Regions from separate parts of the Hordeum vulgare genome. Here region 2 is linked to region 1. A link is a contact called in public Hi-C data. All regions are on one chromosome and are shown on one strand. Each heading gives the region's core, a stretch centred on a gene start, on an enhancer-like site or on the middle of the called end of the contact. The rest is flanking DNA. Distances are from core to core; before and after follow the strand shown. Region 1 holds the start of LOC123442877 (cytochrome P450 90D2-like). Region 2 holds the start of LOC123442882 (PRA1 family protein F3-like).

Evidence for each region. Hi-C and Micro-C count contacts between places; a contact is called where the count stands out from the background.
Region 2: a Hi-C map of seedling shows a contact between it and region 1, with 3 times the contacts expected there. The contact joins the promoter of LOC123442882 here to the promoter of LOC123442877 in region 1. A contact is called at or near these places in 2 of 6 Hi-C or Micro-C datasets (leaf and seedling).

What each region holds. Positions count from the first base shown.
Region 1 is chr3H:40,759,409-40,765,874 of MorexV3_pseudomolecules_assembly, reverse strand. LOC123442877 (cytochrome P450 90D2-like) reads left to right here and starts at 4,019. Exons shown (of 8, transcript XM_045119048.1): 1 at 4,019-4,715; 2 at 4,903-5,239; 3 at 6,250-6,399. The coding sequence starts at 4,471.
Region 2 is chr3H:41,284,205-41,290,539 of MorexV3_pseudomolecules_assembly, reverse strand. It overlaps LOC123442882 (PRA1 family protein F3-like), which reads right to left and starts at 1,689. Exons shown (of 2, transcript XR_006630537.1): 1 at 100-1,689.

The sequences.
Region 1 (6,466 bases), core at 2,770-5,269:
ACTACAGACCCACCCTAGGGCCAGATCGTAGCTGGGATACCAGCTACTCGTCGTCGCCGATGTCTAAGAAGAACCCTCTGTTAGGGTCATTAACAACCTCTGCAACAAATATTAAGCAAACATGAGTACGGAGGTACTCAGCAAGACTTTAGGATAACTATCTACTCATGCAATGTATCAATAAGGAATTGTGGGGTTTCATGCGGAAAGCCAGCATTTGACTCGTGGCTAGACAACTTGCATTTTTAAATAATTTTGACAACTTGATTTATCGCACACGAGTCCACTAACACCACAACAATACTCCATCGTTGAATCATTCCGTCTCCATACGAAAATGTCGTCCACGACACTCACGCTTATCTTGAAAATTTTATGAGTAGCCATTGAAGTTATCTATGAACAACATATGTCTCCAAGTAGTCCATATCTGCGGACATGGCTATTCGAATAGATCATAACCCTGCAGGGGTGTACTTCTTCACACACGCTCTCGCCACTTATCGCCATGTGCGCGTCATGCACCTCGGCAACCTTAAGCGGAAGCCCAATGAGGGAGTCGGCCACAACCGTTAACCACACTAATACTTAGTCCAGGTCTATCGCCTATCCGAGGGTAACCCGCACGGAAGTCCGGCCGAGGTTTCCGCCACAGCCCCAAACAATGTGCGCAGGGTTCCCAAGCCCACCATCCGGGTGCCACTTGGTACACCGTGCCACTGCCTACCGCATCACAGCCCACCTCTCAGGTCAGCGCTATGCACGGCCTCCAGCATGACTATAAACACCAGAAACTACTTGCAACTCTTGGACCGAGTACTAAGCGATTAATAAGTCGAGAGGGTCAATTAAGTATCCCAACGTGTGGTAGTATCTAGTCTTGGATTACATACACGAAACTCAGTTCCTAAGGACGGTTCCAATGAAACAACCCGCCATGTACTCCTACATAGCCTTTCACCGGTACCTTTACCAAATCAGGTTCAACACACAACCTTTACTTACTGAACACATTCTCACAATTATGTTCATCGCCCAGATGACAGACCATATTCAACTATAAGCATAGCATGCATAGCAGGATAAGGCACATCATGGCTCAAGCATCTACCATGTATGCTAGGTTGCAAGGTTCAGCTATTTACTGTGACAAAGACATGTCATGCAAAGGAAGTGGGTTCAACCAACGTGGCAAAAGCAGTTGAGCATTTTATCCTAATGCAATAAATAAGTGCAGGAGCGAGAACATGGGATTTATCGGGATGATCAAAATGGTTGCGTGCCTTGTTGCTCAGAGGAGGGACAATATCCGTCAGTCGGATATTCAGTGGAATCCGGAGGAGCGGGGCCTACCGATAGAAATGACATCAATCAATAACAATCATATGCAACAAAATGATGCGTGAGCATGGCATGAAGATGCATGGTGGTATGCTAATGTAGCTATCATTTATTAAGTTTGAAGTTGATTTGAATCAGATTCAAATATCACTTCAAACGGGGTATTCTCGAATACCATTTTAATTGATTCGATCTGATGCTCAAATCAACTTGTTTTTAACATGCATGGGAATTACATGTTAAGTTGCTGGTTGTGATTGAACAATGTCTGGTCATAGCATTTGAAGTGGGATTCAAATGATTTTCAAATTCCAACTCCAAAGCATTTATTAAAGTTAACTTATTCATTATTCTACATGTTTGGTCCAGTAACATTTTCAAACATGTTTGAAAATGACATATTCAGATTCCTTGGATTTTTCTGATACTTTTTCATATATAAATTATTTTCATTGGAGTTACAGATTAATTTCTATGATTTTTAGAAGTTTTGGGCATTTTCTGGAATTATTTTTAAATAGAAAATCCACTTATTGCGTCAACATGGCATCAGCAGGTCCAACTGGCCGTTCAAAATCAAACCTGACCAGTGGGACCCACTTGTGAGTGACTCTGGTCATTTTTAGATTAGTTTTAAACTTAATTAGTTAGTTAACAGCACTGGACCCACATGTCAGTGACTTATTAGTTTATTTGATTTTATTTTTATTAACCCAAAACATCCAGAGGCTGGCCCCATGCGTCAGTGGCTCAGGCCAGCTGAGATCCACCGGCGGCGAGGTCGTCCTCGCCGGCGGTGAGCCTCCGGCGACACCAGAGACGGCGGAGGGCATCGAAAACTCGTCTCCGACGACCAAACACATGGCGGAGACCACATGGAGATCGGCAACTCGACGGCGCGCACGATGGGGCGAACCCCAGGGGCTGGGGTGGCCGGAATCGATGCCGACGACGAGCTCGACGGCGACCAAAGCTCGGCCATCGTCGAGGTCATCGGAAACAGGGTGAAATCGCGCGGGGCTGGGCTGCTAAAGCATCTACGCGACGGCCTGAAGCTGCTGGTGGCCTCAGTTGGACCAACCCTTCACCGGAGGGCTACCGGCGACGAGCTGCAGCGGCGGTCCTCGTCGGGCTCCGGTGGAACTAGACCTAGAGGAAGAGATCGAAGGGGGAAGCTTGGGGAAAAGCTGCGCAAGCTCACGGGGAGTGCAGTGGTGGCGCTAGGTTGCTCGGGGAGGCGCTGTAGGCGACGAATCGATCGGAGCTCGCCGGCGGCCGAAGCTTGAAGACGACGGTGCCGTGGGCGTTGGAGGGCTCGGGGGAACTTCTTCTTCTGCAAGGAGGACCAGCTCATAGCGGCGGAGCGAATGGGGCACTCGGGGGAAAGAACCAGTGGCCAGAGGCACAGGCAGCTCGAGCTCGAGCTCCTGTCAATGGAGGCAGAAGGGGAGGAAGGAACCGAGAGGAGAGGGGGGAAATGGAGCGCGGGAATGGATAGGCCAGAGCTCGGGGAGGTTATCCCCGCGAATGCCAGCGCGAAGCGGCGGCCAGGCAGGCACGGAGCTGCGTGGAGGCGCCGGGCGTCGTGGCGGCCACCTCCTGTTCCTACTAGCGAGGAGGAAGACGACACAGGAGCTGGGCCTGGGCCAGGTAAGCGTCAGGTAGGTCTTCCTCATTTCTTTTTCTTATTTTGTTTTTCTGATTTACTAACTATTTTGATTTGTTTTTTTATTTTAGCTCCAAAATAGTTTATAAAATTATTTTGAACACACTAGAATATTTGTTGGAATATATCCAACCATTCCTGAAGTTTTCAGCATTTTTGAAAACTTAAAGTTTTTGAATTCAAATTTAAACTTGAATCGAGTAGCTTTTTGCATTTAAATAAAATGCCAAATATGTTATGAAAATAGTTTTCTTCACTGCTTATTTGCTTCCATGAATTATCAAAAAAGTTGAACTTTTCTTGAGGCCATTTTGAGTTCATTGATTTGAACAAGTTTAGAATTTCTTTGAATTTGAGAAGTGGCTAGGTTTTTTTTTGAGTTTTGCTTCACCACTTGCTTTGATCTTGTTGCAATTTTCTTGGATGCAATGCAAAGAAGATATGAGCACAATGCTATACTTGATTAGGGTTCCAGGGATGTGACAGAAATGTAAGGATTCTTTTATTCGCTATGGTTTTGATTAGATTTGATTGGATTTGCTTATTTATATGGGGAGGAAAGAAAAGTTTTGATTTAGTTGTGATTATGAGAAGATTTGATTTGATTAAGTTAATCCAGGATGTAATTTTGGGAAAGTGCCACTTTGGTGTAGATTATTTCAATTTACTCTATTTATGTTGATTCTAATTTTATGCACAAAATTAGGAAAAAAAACCGAGCAACGAGGTGCGCGTGGAGAGGAAAACCCCGAAAAAGGAGGGCAGGCGATAGAACCGACTCCCATTTAATACCTTCATTAATTAATAATTAAACAATAGTAGAGAACTTTCTAAATTAATAATTAGCAATTATAATTAATAATTGGAATTAATAATGGAAATATTTTTATAATTAATAATTAATAGTAGATATTTTTTAGATTAATAATTAATAGTAGAGATATCCCTGTTATGGGCGTGGGCCCCACAGGTGCACACGAGGAGGTAAGCATCAGGCATCACTCATCAGCAGCATCGGTTCTGCTCGGGACTCACAATCTCCCGGACCCGGACAGAGGGAAAGAAACACACAAAAATACTACTAGCAGAGAAGATATACATTCAGTCCGTAGTACCAACACTGTACCACGATACACAATGATAGATGTGGGGACTAAGCAAAAGAAAACATACTAGTATACGAAATCTCAATCCCAAATCGCTGCTTCCTGAGAAAATCTCTCTCCCTCTCGCCTCCGCCCGTACCTTTTGCACTTGGCTGCTGCCGCTGCCAATTCTATTCCTCCCCACCCGCTGGCGCCGCATATAAGTGCTCCGCTCCTCCCTCGTCCTCTCGTAGTCGCGTGTCTCCACCTCCACTACACCGCACCGCACCGCACCGCACCGCACCATCAGAAGTCCGGCCGGGCCGGGCCGGTGCAAGGATAGCTGCAGACACGCCGTGACAGCAATTGCCTCCGGCGATGTCGGTTTCCTGGCCGGCGCCGTCGACGTGGGCGGCCGCCGGGGCCTTCCTGGCCGCCGCGTGGCTGCTGTGCTTCAGGCTGCTGCCGGCCGCGGCGAGGCCGAGAAGGCGGCTGGCGACGAAGACGGGCGCGCGGCTCCCTCCCGGCAGCTTCGGGTGGCCGGTGGTCGGCGAGACGCTGGACTTCGTCTCCTGCGCCTACTCCCCACGCCCCGAGGCGTTCGTGGAGAAGCGCCGCCTCCGGTGAGTAAATTAAGCCGCCAGCCTCGTCTCTTTTCCCTGGCGCAGCACAGTGGCGCGGCGGCACGCGTGCGCGTGGCACCATCCATCGACGCCATGCCATGCCAGTGCGCGCGCATGCACGTGCGTGCGTGCGTGGTACTGTACTGACACACCACCATGGGCGCGGGCGTCGGTCGCGTGCATGCAGGTACGGCAGCGCGGTGTTCCGGTCGCACCTGTTCGGGTCGGCGACGGTGGTGACGGCGGACGCGGAGGTGAGCCGGTGCGTGCTGCAGAGCGACGCGCGGTCGTTCGTGCCGTGGTACCCGCGGTCGCTGACGGAGCTGATGGGCAAGTCCTCCATCCTCCTCATCAACGGCAGCCTGCAGCGCCGCGTGCACGGCCTCGTCGGCGCCTTCTTCAAGTCGCCGCAGCTCAAGGCGCAGGTCACCGCCGACATGCAGCGCCGCCTCGCCCCGGCCCTCGCCGCCTGGCGCGAGCAGGGCCCCGGCGCCCGCCTCCGCATCCAGGACCACGCCAAGACGGTACCACCACCTCCTTCCTTCCATCCATCCATCCATTTTCCGCGTCGATCCATCGTACGTACCACCGCCTCCCGATCGATCCTACTAGCTTAGCTTCTAGTAGCTCGATTTGTAGCAACGCGACCACGACGACGTGTGCGTACGTGCGTCAGAGAGATGGAAGGAAAGAAAGAGAGAATGGGGAGGGATTGAATTGGATTACTACAAGTAGCGGTCGTATGGCGCACGCACCGGCGCGCACACGTGCGGCGCCGTGTCACCACATGGAAGGAAGGAAGGAAGCCCAGCCCCGAAAGGGGGTGGGGGCCGCCTCTCGCTCCACTCCTCTCCCCTCGCCATGCGTGTGCTAGAGATAGAGATAGAGATAGAGATAGAGAGAGAGTGAAGGGGGAGGGGGAGTTGGGAGACTGTGACTGTGCGGGGTGCGGTATCTTAATGAGATTGTGGGGAGCGGGTGCCTACCCTGTGTTCCTCCTCCCCCATTCAATTCCACCTCCCTCCCTCCCTACCCTCGTGCGGGGCCAACACGCAGGATTTGATTACTATTACTACTACTCCTACTCCAGCGAGCAAGAGGAAATTAAAAGTCATCTCTCCTCGCAAGAGATGTACTAGTACAGTGATACGTGCTGCTGTGAAGGAGGACTACTTATTATACCGTGGCTGATTTTTTCTATCAAGACCCACGTCTATTATAGAGGTTCATGAGAAGTCGTATTACAAAACGTCCTAAAACCCTAACCTAGCCAGAGTCGAGGCAGCACCCTGCCCGCCACCGACCATCAGAGCGGCAGACAGAGGGAAGGCTGGCTGCTGGGTGTGGTGAATTTGATCTCGGTGTGCATTTTTTGCACCGAATTCAGACCACCAGTGCTGCGTTTCAAGCAAAAGCCTTGATGATGAGAGGGCGCCTTGCGATTTTACATGAGAATGATTGAAGAGAGAATTATCGGAGTAACGATGAATGAATGGATGAATGAATGAGTGAATGTGGCGTGTGCGTGTTGCAGATTGTGTTCCAAATCCTGGTGCGGGGTCTGATCGGGCTGGAGGCAGGCCCAGAGATGCAGCAGCTCAAGCAGCAATTCCAGGAATTTATTGTCGGACTCATGTCCCTTCCCATTAAGCTGCCAGGGACTAGGCTCTACAGATCCCTCCAGGTACGTACCACCACTCTCTTTCATCTCACCTCCCCTCCCCTCGCTCGCCATCCATCCATGATCCATG
Region 2 (6,335 bases), core at 440-2,939, 530 kb before region 1:
TTGAGCTCTAAAACTTAGATTCTTGAGATTTCAAAAAATTAATACTCTGCACCCAACAAACAGCTAAGCTAATTCAATTCAATTGCTAGTTAGCTGTACCTCCCTTGTGGGAAGAGCAGTGGGCAAGGAATTGCCTCCCACTACTTCCAGACGACTCTTAGTGTAGGGCCTGTCAGGCCAGGGTTGTCTCTCGGACCATTTTCAAATTGCATACATCCGTCTTCTTCTGGCTGGCACTTCCAATGATTCTGCCCTCCATAAAAAACAAGCACATAGATACACGATCCGCAACTATAAACAGGGAGCTACACTATGGTTACAGGGTGTAAAGAGACGATAAGATTGCTAAAACTATTTTATCAGATTGGGCAGCCTGATAGTGACAACTGCTTGCCATACCGCAAACTCTGTCAATCAAATTACATTCACTGAACCATTTATGAAATTCTGGCAGAGCTAGCAGATACATTTAGAGATATTTTAGACCAGCCGCCATTTAGATATCTCTTTTCTTCTTTTTTACAAGTTAGTGAAAAGTCAGGTACAATGAAGTGTAAGGGACTTCTGGAACTGCAAGACGTCTCAATCTCACTTTGTAAAGGCAATATCTCAATTATCCATGGAACAGAAAGGGATCTCCTTGACCAGGTAATTTATATGACAAACAAACCAAACATGTAGCATGACCGTGAGATTGTTTGAGACCCAATTGCACACTCAGCTGCTCATATCTATGAACTACACAGGTAAAATTCGGGAAAATATGAGTACACAAAGCATCACCACTTGCATTCATGTTCAGGAACGACAATAGCACAGCAAGCACACATTGACAAATTGTACACCATCTAGCAGTAGGAAGAACAGAAATGCATACACGGCACTGAACAATAATATGGACGAGCCACGAACCAAGAGTTGGAGGGCGAGCAATCTCACACTAGTGAGACGGCTGCGCTGGCACTGGCGCGTACCAGCGGCCGACCTCATCGTCGACGTTGTCCTCCGCCTTGTGCAGAGCGGCGTGCACCACGACGAGCACGAAGCCGATGAGCAGCGATGTGAGGATGTTGGTGGTCGCGCCGGTGAGCAGCAGCAGGATGAGCGTGACAACAGCGAGCACGGCGAGGACCACGCCGTCGCCGACGACGCGGCCGAAGAGGACGACAGGCTCGTCGCGGAGGAAGTAGAGGACGAGCCAGCCGACCATACACACGAGGAAGACGATGAGGGAGATGGGCTGCCAGAGGAGGGAGAGGAAGACGACGACGAGGACGACGATGGCGTAGTTCATGGCGAAGTGGGCGAGGTTGGCGCGCACGCGCAGGTAGGCGTCGCCGAGGCTCGGGGGCAGCCCGATGGCGTGCACGTCCGCGAGCTCGCGCCACGGCCGGCGGGTGGCCAGCGCCGTCGCGCCGCGGGCCTTGGCGCGGGAGATGAAGTCGAGCGGGGAGGCGCCGCCGAGGTGAGCCGCCCCCGCGGCGGAGGAGGATGAGGTGGGGATGGTGCCGTACTTGGACATGGTCGCCGGCGGCGAGGGGCGGGCCGCGGGGTGGCGGATCCGAGAGGAGGAAGGGGGGAGGGGACGGGGGAGCGGAGGGGAGGAGACTCGAGAGGGATCGGGGAAGGCGATGGGATTAACGAATTGGGATGCGACGCGAGGGTGGGGAACGCTGCCGTGCTGGATGCCTTCCCGTAACACGACATGGCGACGTGAATTTCCAGGGCATTCTGGACGGCGACAGGCCACGTTTTGTAAATTCGAGATTTTCCCCAATTTCACCGCCGTATATGGAACAAAATGTTATCATCGCTACCGGTGCCGATTTCTGGCAATTTCTCTGGAAAACTTTTGTTTTTTATGGTTGTACATAGAACAAGATGCATTGTCACCATTGCCCCTCCTTTGCCCGAGGAGAGCAAAACTTAGGGCATCTTTGATTCAGGAAGTTCTCAGAATGAAGAAATTGAAAAAATACAGAAGTATAATGGCATGTCCTATATTATTATTCTATAGGATTTAGAAGAATGTTTGATAGCGCAGGAAAAATAAAATAATTTTTAAAATGGTTTGAGTGGATGGTTTTTATTTTCAAAATGTAGTAGTATAAATGGATCCTATGAAAAAAATTCTAAATATGTTAATTCTATGAATCAAACGACCATAAAAAAATTCTAAAGATCCAAATCCTCTAAAACTCCTATGCAATTCCTTTGAATCAAAGTAGCCCTTATTGTATAAACATTCGGAAAGTCGTTATGCTGAGGCCCCACATGACCCGCACACCAGAATAGCAATCGACACGTATGAAGAAAAGAGTAGATGGAAATAATTCAACCTGTAGATACACGTATGCAGACGAATCAAGACTAGATCCATGGAGATACATCGAAGATCAGCACCGTTCGAATCTCATGAGATCCACTAGAGACACGCCTTCCGACGATGTTGGTTGCATTGCCGGGACAAGGACTAGACGGGGAGGGGGCGTTGCACCTTCCTGTGCAGGATACAAACCCTAATCAACCTTATAAAAAAACTAAAAGTGAAGCGATAGCCCTCCCAGCAAGAGGGCCGAGATCCACCACACCTCCATGCCCCTAAGGCCATGAAGACGAGGTGGATCGATGACGACACCGACGAAAGGCCATGAAACCCTCGTCTTAGGAGGAGTCGCTCGTGAAGGAGGAAGTCAGATGTGATCTCACATGGGGAAACGAATAATTCTTTCCGTCTATGCCAATTTTTTAAATATGAGTGTCAATCCATCGCTTTAGTTAAAAAATATTCCCTCCATTCAAAATTACTTGTCATAAAAATGGATAATAATGAATGTATCTAGAAGTAAAATACATCTAGATACATCCATTCCTTCGATAAGTATTTCTGGACGGAGGGGGTATGAAACTTCTTAAAGCGAACATCATGGTACTAATACTCATGTGTAAAATTTAACAAAAAGGACCTTCATAGACTTCAGTGCAAAATAAATTGCAAGTACAAAAAACATGAATACTATCTTTTATAGTATTTTTCTTTCTAAAATGCTCCCTTCGTCATAGTTTAGAAGGCGCACATGAGCGATCTCTCGGACCAAGGTGAATCATGATTAGTTCTAGTTTTTTTTTGCAAGCGCTCATGCAGTAACCTCCAAGGCGCCTAATTATTTGAAAAGATAATGCGCAATAACCCACATAACCATTAAACGAGGAGTCCTCATTCATGAAGCCTTTCCATCCAACTTGCACACCCAGCGTTTTCACTATGCATGCAGTCTACTAATACTCCTAATTAACTAAGCAGTAAATGTTGCACGTTTTAATCCTCTTCTATTCTAGAAATGCATGTAAATAAAATCGCTTCTTCTAAACTGTGACGGGGGAGTAGCACAAGTCATTCCTTCATGAATCCATTTAAATGAGTACAACATTAAACCATATTTGTTATAAAAACAATGCTTTAACTTTGTTTACCGTTTATCTTAATTCATGTGCATTAGCACTCTAGACCCCCAACACATGAACGAGTCAACCCTCGCATCTCCCTATACGTGGGACCGCTCCAAGCCTCACCATAGTCATCGTGCCTTGTTTCGCTTGTTGTCTTCTTCGACCTCAGGATATCGTTGAATAGACTCGCATTGAACAAAAATAGACACCTGGTAAACAGGAGAGGTGTAAAAATGTCTCTTATCTTTTGTGACATGTCCGACAATGAGAATAATATACAAGGAGAGACTCACATCAAGGTACGTAATAGGTTTCATAGTCGTATCCAAGCAAGTGCCTCCTTATTTCTAACAAGAAAAAGCATCCTTCTACTAGGATGCTGACATCTCGTGACGGTACAATATAATGGGAATGGATCATTGGTGAGTTGAGAGAACGTGGATGTCACCTAGAGGGGGTGAATATGTGCTCTAAAATAATTACGGTTTGGGCTTGAAATAAATACGAAATAAAAATAACGTTTAATTAGTCAAGCACAGAACCTAAAACAATTAGGACCACCTATGTTCACCAACAACTTATGTTAATCAAGGTAAACAACTAAGTGATAGCAAGATATATAACAAGAAACAATATGATTATCACAAAGTAAAGTGCATAAGTAAAGGGCTCGGGTAAGAGATAACAGAGGCACGCGAAGACGATGATATATCCCAAAGTTCACACCCTTGCGGATGCTAATCTTTGTTTGGAGTGGTGTGGGGGCACAATGCTGCCCAAGACCCCACTAGGGCCACCGTAATCTCCTCACGCCCTTGCACAATGCAAGATTTTGTGATTCCACTAAGGGACCCTTGAGGGCGGTCACCAAACCCGTACAATGGGCAACCCTTGGAGGCGGTCACCGAACCCGTAGAAATTGCTCGGGGCAATCTCCACAACTTAATTGGAGACTGTGACACTTGCCCGGAGCTTTACAACGCAATGATTGAGCTCCAAGGCACCACCAACCATCTAGGGCGCCAAAGGACCCAAGAGGAACAAGTTGTAGGGTACCAAGCACCCAAGAGTAATAAGCTTCTCAAAGTTTCACTTCCACGTATCACTGTGGAGAACTCAAATGGATGCAACTAATGCAATGGCAAGAACACACAAAGTGGTCAAGTCCCTCACTCCCAAATTCCACCACAACTACAAAAGCTATGGAGGAATATGAGAAGAAGAACAAGGAGCTCACAAAGAACTCCAAGATCTATATCCAAGGGGTTCCCTCACATAGAGTAGAAAGTGACTCGTGGAAACGTAGATCTAGATCTCCTCTCTCTTTTCCCTAAAGAACTAGCAAGAATCATTGGAGGGATTGATAGTTAGCAAGCTCGAAGAAGGTCAACAATGGGGGGCAAACACGAGCTCAAAGGATAGGTACCATTGGGGAAAAAGGCCCCACTTAAATAGGCTCCCCTGAATCCAACCGTTATGCCCACAAGTCGTGCTCAAGTGGTACTACCGCTCGAGAGAGCGGTACTGCCTCTTAGCACAGTCAAAACAACCCAACGGTACCGCCTCTTAGCACCATCAAGACATGCTTGCAATAAGCTCAACTCTCACATGACCAATCTTTGGATAAAACCTTGAATACCACCTTGGTCACCATATAAACTTCTTGAAACCAACAGATGGACTCCAAGAAGTGCATATGGACACATCCTTCGAATATAACTCAAGGCAACCATTAATCCATAGGGATTGTCATCCATTATCAAAACTACATATGGAGAAATATGCTCTTACAGTCTCCCCCATTTTGGTAATGGACGACAATCACTTTTAAGAGAGTTTATATAAGGAAATAAGCACAACATGCAAATAAATAATGCATGGGTATGAGATGCAAATGCTTAAGAAAAAAAGGAAAACTCTCTTGACTTCTCTGGCAATGCCTCTGTGGCGGTCGAAGATTTACAAGGAGCAGCGGCGACGGAGGTGGTAACCATGGGAGGGTGAAAGAAAGGGGATATTCTATGGTAATATTCTACCTATAAGCTTTTTACTAGTAGTGGAGGCTGAAAAGCTATGGGATAAAGGGGCGGAATGCAAGGAAACGGGATCGGGAGGGGGGATTGAGTGGACCGGGGGTGTCAGATAGTGATGTTTCTCCTGTCCGGACTCACGCAAACCTCCCTCACTTTTATCTTGAATTTGCGGGAGAACCGTGTCCCAGCCGTGCAACGGGCCGATATTGTAACGCCCCGGACACACCCGCCGGCGGTCGTTACTCCTGGTGGGATCTAGACTGGCCCCACATATCAATACTAGTTTTTTCTGCTCACTTTGTCCTCACTCATGCGCACCCGGGATCAACTTGCGAGGGTCGGCTCTGATAGCAAACTTGTAACGCCCTAGACACACCCGCCAGCGGTCGTTACTCCTGGAGGGATCTAGACTGGCCCCACATATCAATACTAGTTTTTTCTGTGCACTTTGTCCTCACTCATGCGCACCCGGGATCAACTTCCCGGTCGGTCACCCATCCTAGAACTACTCCATGGGAGTTCTGTTCGAATGGGCTCCCGGAAAAGAAGGAATTCCTTATTGATATGAGTAGTCTTTCATCCCTAATAAGCCAGGCTATCACAGATATATACAAGACCACGTTGGATAGCTTCCGTGGTCCCGACCATGCAGTCTAGACCCTTATGAGAGGTTTGCAGGTCCGACTTGAAGATGCCCTAACGAATTAAATCTCTCTACTATAGGATAGGATAAATAATGCAAAATAGTGTCCGATGGATAACGGGATATATCCCCTAATTAATCTATTAGTTTCATAGTAACAACAAATCAATCATTCCTAAGATAAAACTACTTGTTTAGTTCTAAAGGCA